Linked DNA regions of Callithrix jacchus: region 2 is linked to region 1. A link is a contact called in public Hi-C data. All regions are on one chromosome and are shown on one strand. The core of a region is the stretch at or near the end of the contact, and the rest is flanking DNA. Distances in the headings are between cores, read along the strand shown.

The links. A called contact is a pair of places that touch in the nucleus more often than the background predicts.
Region 2: a contact with region 1 is called in a Hi-C map of induced pluripotent stem cells, with 4 times the contacts expected there. The contact joins two enhancer-like sites. A contact is called at or near these places in 3 of 3 Hi-C or Micro-C datasets (induced pluripotent stem cells and skeletal muscle).

The regions. Positions count from the first base shown.
Region 1 is chr9:120,078,493-120,081,698 of calJac240_pri, forward strand. No RefSeq gene overlaps it. Among named protein-coding and RNA genes, the nearest start is that of TESC, 65 kb to the right of the region's middle. Within about 2 kb of position 1,714, at least 5 of the 16 cell types and tissues checked have an H3K27ac peak or open chromatin away from gene starts, as enhancers often do.
Region 2 is chr9:120,159,459-120,162,596 of calJac240_pri, forward strand. No RefSeq gene overlaps it. Among named protein-coding and RNA genes, the nearest start is that of TESC, 16 kb to the left of the region's middle. Within about 2 kb of position 1,528, at least 3 of the 16 cell types and tissues checked have an H3K27ac peak or open chromatin away from gene starts, as enhancers often do.

The DNA.
Region 1 (3,206 bases), core at 464-2,963:
GCAAGTAGTTTTCCCAGAACCTCCACTATAGGGGCTCCTAGCTCAGGATCCAAGAAACCCACAGCATTATATAGTAAGTCCTCACCAACCGTCTTTAATAGGTGTTCTTAGAAACTGCAGCTAAGCCAAAGGAGGTATAATGCAACTCTAATTTTGCCTGGGCACAGTGGCTCACACCTGTAATCCCAGCACTTTGGGAGGCCAAGGTGGGCGGATCACCTGAGGTCAGGAATTCAAGACCCCCTGGCAACATGGGAAAACACTGTCTCTACTAAAAATACAAAAATTAGCCAGGCCTGGTGGCATGCACCTGTAATCACAGCTACTCGGGAGGCTGAGGCAAGAGAATCACTTGCACTGGAGAGGCAGAGGTTGCAGTGAGCCGAGATCGCTCCACTGCACTCCAGCCGGGGCGACAGAGCGAGACTTTGCCTCAAAAAAAGAAACAGCAACTTTAAGCATAATGATGTGTGATGACACTAATTTTACTGTAGGCTAATTAATGTAAACAAGAGTTAAGTTCCCACGGCATATTTCTGGCCATAAAAACATCACCAAACTTTAGAACTTTAAACCACTTATAATATTAAACATTCAATAAATGGGAGTTATACATATGTTTAAGAAAAATTACTAAAAACAACAAGGTAATTATTTACCCAATTTTTGGTGACTCGGTGCTGGCAGCTGCAGCGCTGGTGGGTTAAATCACGAAATGTTTGCAAAGCAGAAATTGTCAGGAGCACCTTCCACCACACAGGTCACACGCTGCAACGAACCGGCCCACCGGGCTTCTGGATGGCGCCATTTACTGTCGTGCATGTGTATGATTATGCGAGACTGAATTTTTATTTTATTCACTCCTCTCATTTTCCAACTCAAGTTATTCCAGTTCAAGGTGGTGGGTGACCAGAGCCTCTCCCAGGGGCCCACGTGTGTGTGTGTCTAGTGGTGGGAGGGTGTCCTGTCCTGACCCACCCTGGACAGGACAACCTCCCACCACTAGACACACACACACATACACACAGACCACAACTATTCAGACACCAACAAACTTCATTTGCACATTTTTGGGGTGTGGGAGGAAACCAAAGTGCCCAGAAAACTCGCACAGACGGAGAGGACGTCCAGACTCCATACAGACGGTGGACCCAGCCAGGAATCAATTTAGTTCTCAATGTTATAACATAATGACATTGAATGAAACGATGTTATTCAAGGACCTGCTGTGTGTGAAACAGTGCATGGGGGCATTTTCTGGGAAAAAGCATGGTTACCTCTCATCAGATTCTCGAAGGGCCCACAGCCCTCCTGAGAATGTCATCTCTGCCACTAGAGTGCGTTCTGTAACCCAAGCCCTGTGCTGCCCTGTTGCCCAGGCAATAATTCACATTTCAGAGACACTCCAGGGACGGCGCCACCTTCTCCTACCAAGCAGAACTCCCTGCCCCAGCTGAATGCTAGGGTTTCAGCTGACCAAAAGGAAAGTGAATTTCCCCAGGAGAAGGGCTTGGTCCTTTCTGAAGGGGACGGCTGATACCCACAAGATGAAGTCCTTCACTCCCATCCCACCTCTTAAGAACTGGAGGCCCCGCGTTTCAGGGGCTAGAGCTTCCCACCCCACATGTTAGAGGCAAATGCTGGTCGCAGCAAACCCACTTTGCTTACAGTTGCAGAGAAACGGCTTCCCCCAGTGATGGGCCAGCCTTCTCATGACAACGGTCCGGTGGCTGCTATTCCGGGCAGGCCACCACAGGGGCTCCCACAGGGCAGTCACCCGCTGCCTGATGGAGCCTCCGCTCTGAGCAGCAGCTGCGGCAGCAGTGAGCTTACAGCGCTGGCCGGCCAAGGTGCTGTAAGCCACACAGGCCTGCCCGCATCACCCATGAGGCCAGGCCAGATGGTTACCTGGCTACCGCTGCAGGGGCCTGCGGCGACTTGGACCAGGGCTGCCTCTAATGTTCGATGGCACAGTCCCTCTCACTGGGCTCTGGCGGGTGCCTTGTCCCCAGCCCACTTTCGGCTTCTAATGCCGAGTGTGGGCTTCCAGAAGCAACCGTTTGACTGCTCTGCACGGGGGGCTGTTTCTTTCCCTGCAGCTGAGCTGTTGCTGTGTCTCTTCTTCCCTTGCCCCCAACGCCCGGGCACATGCTGCCTTGTCATTTCTCTAAGACAGACATGGCAGCTAGCTCCTCAGTGGGACCCTCCACCACTGCCACTCCATCACAGCCACTCTTGGGGTGCCAGCCCTTCCTCTATGAGACCGGAGCCCAGTTCCTCGCTGACTTGGTTAACAATCAGATTAGAGAGCCGAGCAGCCACCACGTCCTCCTCGGAGTCGTGAGTCCTCCTCGGACCAGGCTGGTCCACCACTAAGCCCCTGCTGACTGCCACGTGCAAATTCTGCAAGAAGACAGAGACGATACGGGGAGCGGTTCCGCCCTGGCTCCCCCTACTCAGCTCTTCCTGGCTTTCCCAAGGTCGCTGTGTGGGAGGACAGCCTGCAAGGCAGGTGTTTGCAAATGGCTTGCCAAGGCAACTTGTATTTTTAACTCTCCATCAGCCTACTTAAGTCACACGGCGCTGTTTCCAGCAGAGTTCAGCCTCAGCCTCGTTAACTGCAGGCAGGTGAGGACAGGTTCAGCTGCCCTGTGACAAGGATCAGATCCACAGATGACCCGTCTCCTATTAGCAAAGTGTAAAAAGAACTTTCTAGTCCCTTGGCCCAGAAAACAATAGCATTGTTTTGTTAAAGTCTAGCAATAATTCGTTCCCTAAGAGGGTATTTGGCCAGCGCTGGAAGCTGCTGTCATCTTACTCTGTTCCCTTATCCATAATTCATGCTTAACGTGGCTGCAGCATGTCCCCTGAGCTGCTCATATTAGATTTCCATCACACAGCCCTTTTGTAAACCTACCAAATTAGAGCGTTTGTGTCAAATTGCCATATTCTTTCAACATCCAAAAGCCAACCTTTCCCCTTGGTAATACGGCAATATTAGTACAGCTCGCTTTAGACTATTCCTGGCAGATGGCTGAAGAGTATGGACACAGGTGACCTCCCCCGACGTCCAGCAGGCCGAGGACGCCGCCCCTGCTCAGCCTTCTCCACCTACGACCTGTGGCCTTCAAAGGACAAAAGGCCGAGGACGCCGCCCCTGCTCAGCCTTCTCCACCTACGACCTGTGGCCTTCAAAGGACAAACTT
Region 2 (3,138 bases), core at 278-2,777, 81 kb after region 1:
GACGTTGTGATCCCCCTGCCTCGGCCTCCCAAAGTGCTGGGATTACAGGTGTGAGCCACCACCTGGCCTAACTTTTATATTTTTAGTAGAGATGGGGTTTCACCATGTTCGCCAGGCTGGTCTCAAACTCCTGACGTCAGGTGATCCACCTGCCTTGGCCTCCCAAAGTGCTGGGATTATGGGCATGACCACTGCATCCGGCCAAGGATCTCCCTCTTTTTAAAGGCTGAATAATATTCTTATATATGTGTTTTACATTTTCTCTATCAATTCATCTGTTGATGGACACTTACGTTGTTTACCTTGGCTGCTGTGAATGATACTGCAATCAACATGGAAGTGTAGATATCCATTCAAGACACTGATTTCATTTCCTTTGGGTAGAAACCCAGAAGTGGAAATGCTGGATCCTATGATAGTTCTATTTTTAATTTTTGGGGGAACCTACACACTGGTTTCCACAATGGCTATACGAATTTGAAACAGCATTTTAAGTTATCCTATTTAAACTGTTACCCTTCCCTTTCTCCCTGACCCGCCCCCCACCCCACATCCCTCTAATAGCTCCACTGAAAGCTCATGGCTCCTGGTTTGATTTAATCTTTGTACTCTATCCTCAGAATTTATTTCCACCCCAGAAAAAAGCCGATGGTCACCTGTTGGGGTTTGGGGCAAGTTCTGGATTGAAGTCCTCCTTCTTGTAGATTACAGGAGTTTTAGGCGGGTGTGGTGGCTCACGCCTGGAATCCCAGCACTTTGGGAGGCCGAGGTGTGTGGATTCACCTGAGGTTATAAGTTCGACTAGCCCAGCCAACATGGCAAAACCCCATCTCTGCTGAAAATACAACCAGCGGGTGTGGTGATGCACAGCTGTAATCCCAACTACTCAGGAGGCTGAGGCAGGAGAATCACTTGAATCCAGGAGGTGGAGGTTGCACTGAGCCAAGATTGCACCACTGCACTCTAGCCTAGGTGACAAGAGTAAACTCCATCTCAAAAAAAAAAAAAAAAAAGAGTTCTAGAGTTCTACAACTGTGATGTGCATAAGATTCTCCTGGAGCCTCTGGTGCTGCAGGCAGGGGTGGGGGCTCTGGGGTCAGGACCTGTTAGAAGCCCCCAGGTGATGGTGAGGTTGGGTGAGCAGGGTGGTAAAATACTCTGCCCCCTACTGCTGAGAAAGGGATCTAAATACAGGGGCCGCCCAGGGACTTCCCAGCCCCTCTCCTGCAGGCCTCTGCTCTTTGTCCCCATCCTACTGGTCAGGCCAGATGGCTGCTCTTCAGGAAACAGTGGGAGAGGGAAATGGCAGATTACAGACCTCTAAACTCCAGCTAAAGCCTGCTTGTTGGGGGTCACCCATCCCTGTCTTACACCAGCCTCAGCACCCAGGCTGAATGCCGCCCTCTTGGGAGGAACCAGGGTGAACCAGCAGCTGTCGCTGAGCCGGGAGAAAACCCACACTCCCTCCAAGCTGCTGCTGCTACTGCTGGAAGCAAGGCTGGGATGCTCTGATGTCACCAGAAAGCGCCTCCTGTCAGGCCTCAGCCACTATTCTTAGTCTCAAGAACATACCTCCGCCTGTTAGAAGTCTCTCGGCTTCAGCAGCCTCTTTATAAATAACTTAGAAACTTGTAGTGTGCAGAGCTGCTGGCTAAGAACTTCTTTCTTTTATGCAAGATGTTCCAAGGGCCTCAGCAGTGGGCACACCTCTCTCCCGGGGAGCCCTATAAATGCTGCTATGATCTCAGGAACTGACGCTTCCATCTGTGGGTGCTGCCGGTCCAGCTGCGTGCTAAGCGCCAAGCATTTCCACTGGCAGTCCCAGAGCAGCTGGACGATCTGGGTTCAAGTCCTGGCTCTGCCACTTCCTAACTGTGTGCACTCGGGAAAGTCGCTTTGCTTCTCTTTGCCTCCGTGACTGCATCTACAAGACCAGGGCAATGAGAGTTGCAACAGCCCTGGGGTGTGGAGAAAAGAAACACAAAAGTGCTTAGAACAGCACAAGCCAGCAGCTGTCTGGGTGTCTGCCACTATCTTACTGTTGCTACTGATGTCCTGTGGGAAGTAGAAAAGTTCCCTTTTAAAGTTTCCTTTATTGTAAAAGAGTAAGTGTGTTAATAACTCTGTTAAGCCCCATCCTGTGTTAGACATGCCATCCTCACAGGCACATGGTACACTGTATGTCCTTGTACTTTAACCAAGATACCTGTGCTGGACGTGCTCACAGGCATGTCCCAGCTCTCCATTACTTTTACCTGTTTAGAAAAGTTTTAAGTTGTTAGCCAGTCAGGTTTTAGTTTAGATTGTGAGGTCTGGCTCCAGCCAACAGAGATCAGACACATCAGTAAGGACAACCCCAAATGTGTAAGGGATAAATTCGTGTGTTTTCCTTTGTTCGTTGTACTCTCATGGCAACATGGCTAGTGAGAGTGCCCTTCCAGCAGGCTGGGAAGTAAAAATTGCATTGCTGAAAGAGCCTGTCTCAGTGCTGCTTTTTCTTTGCAGCACTGAGCATCTATTTCCAACATGTTCTTAAGAAGCACTCTCCCAGGAGAAACCTTTATCTCCATTTCATCCACAGGAAACAGAGACTCCTTCCCCCAGATTAAATGACTGGCCTCATTCACCTGCCCTGTTAGTAGCCAAAGCAGGACTTGAACCCTAGTCTATTCCACTGGGAATCTTACGGCCAATTATAAAACTCTGCTGCCCCCTAGAGCATGGGGAGGGATCAGGCACAATCAAGACTAGTGGGGCTTCCTACCTGTGGGAACCTGTGACCAGCAGGAAAATCACCCCCTGGACCCTGCTGGGGGCGCCACCCTTCTCCACCATCCTCCTCCACCATCTTGAGACCGTGGACAGCCCAGTGCCCCCCTCACTGAGCCTCAGCTTCATCAGTAAAATGGGTTTATAGTAACAACATGACCCTGTAGAATACTATGACGATTAAAGGACTTGAGCTTTTAGGCAGACCACGGTGGCTCACACCTGTAATCCCAGCACTTTGGGAGGCAGAGGCGAGTGGATCGCTTAAGGCCAGGAGTTCAAGATCACACTGGGCAACATAGAGACCCTGTCTCTACTAAAAATACAAAACTTAGCCAGGTGTGGTAGCGTGTGCTTGTAGTCCCAGCT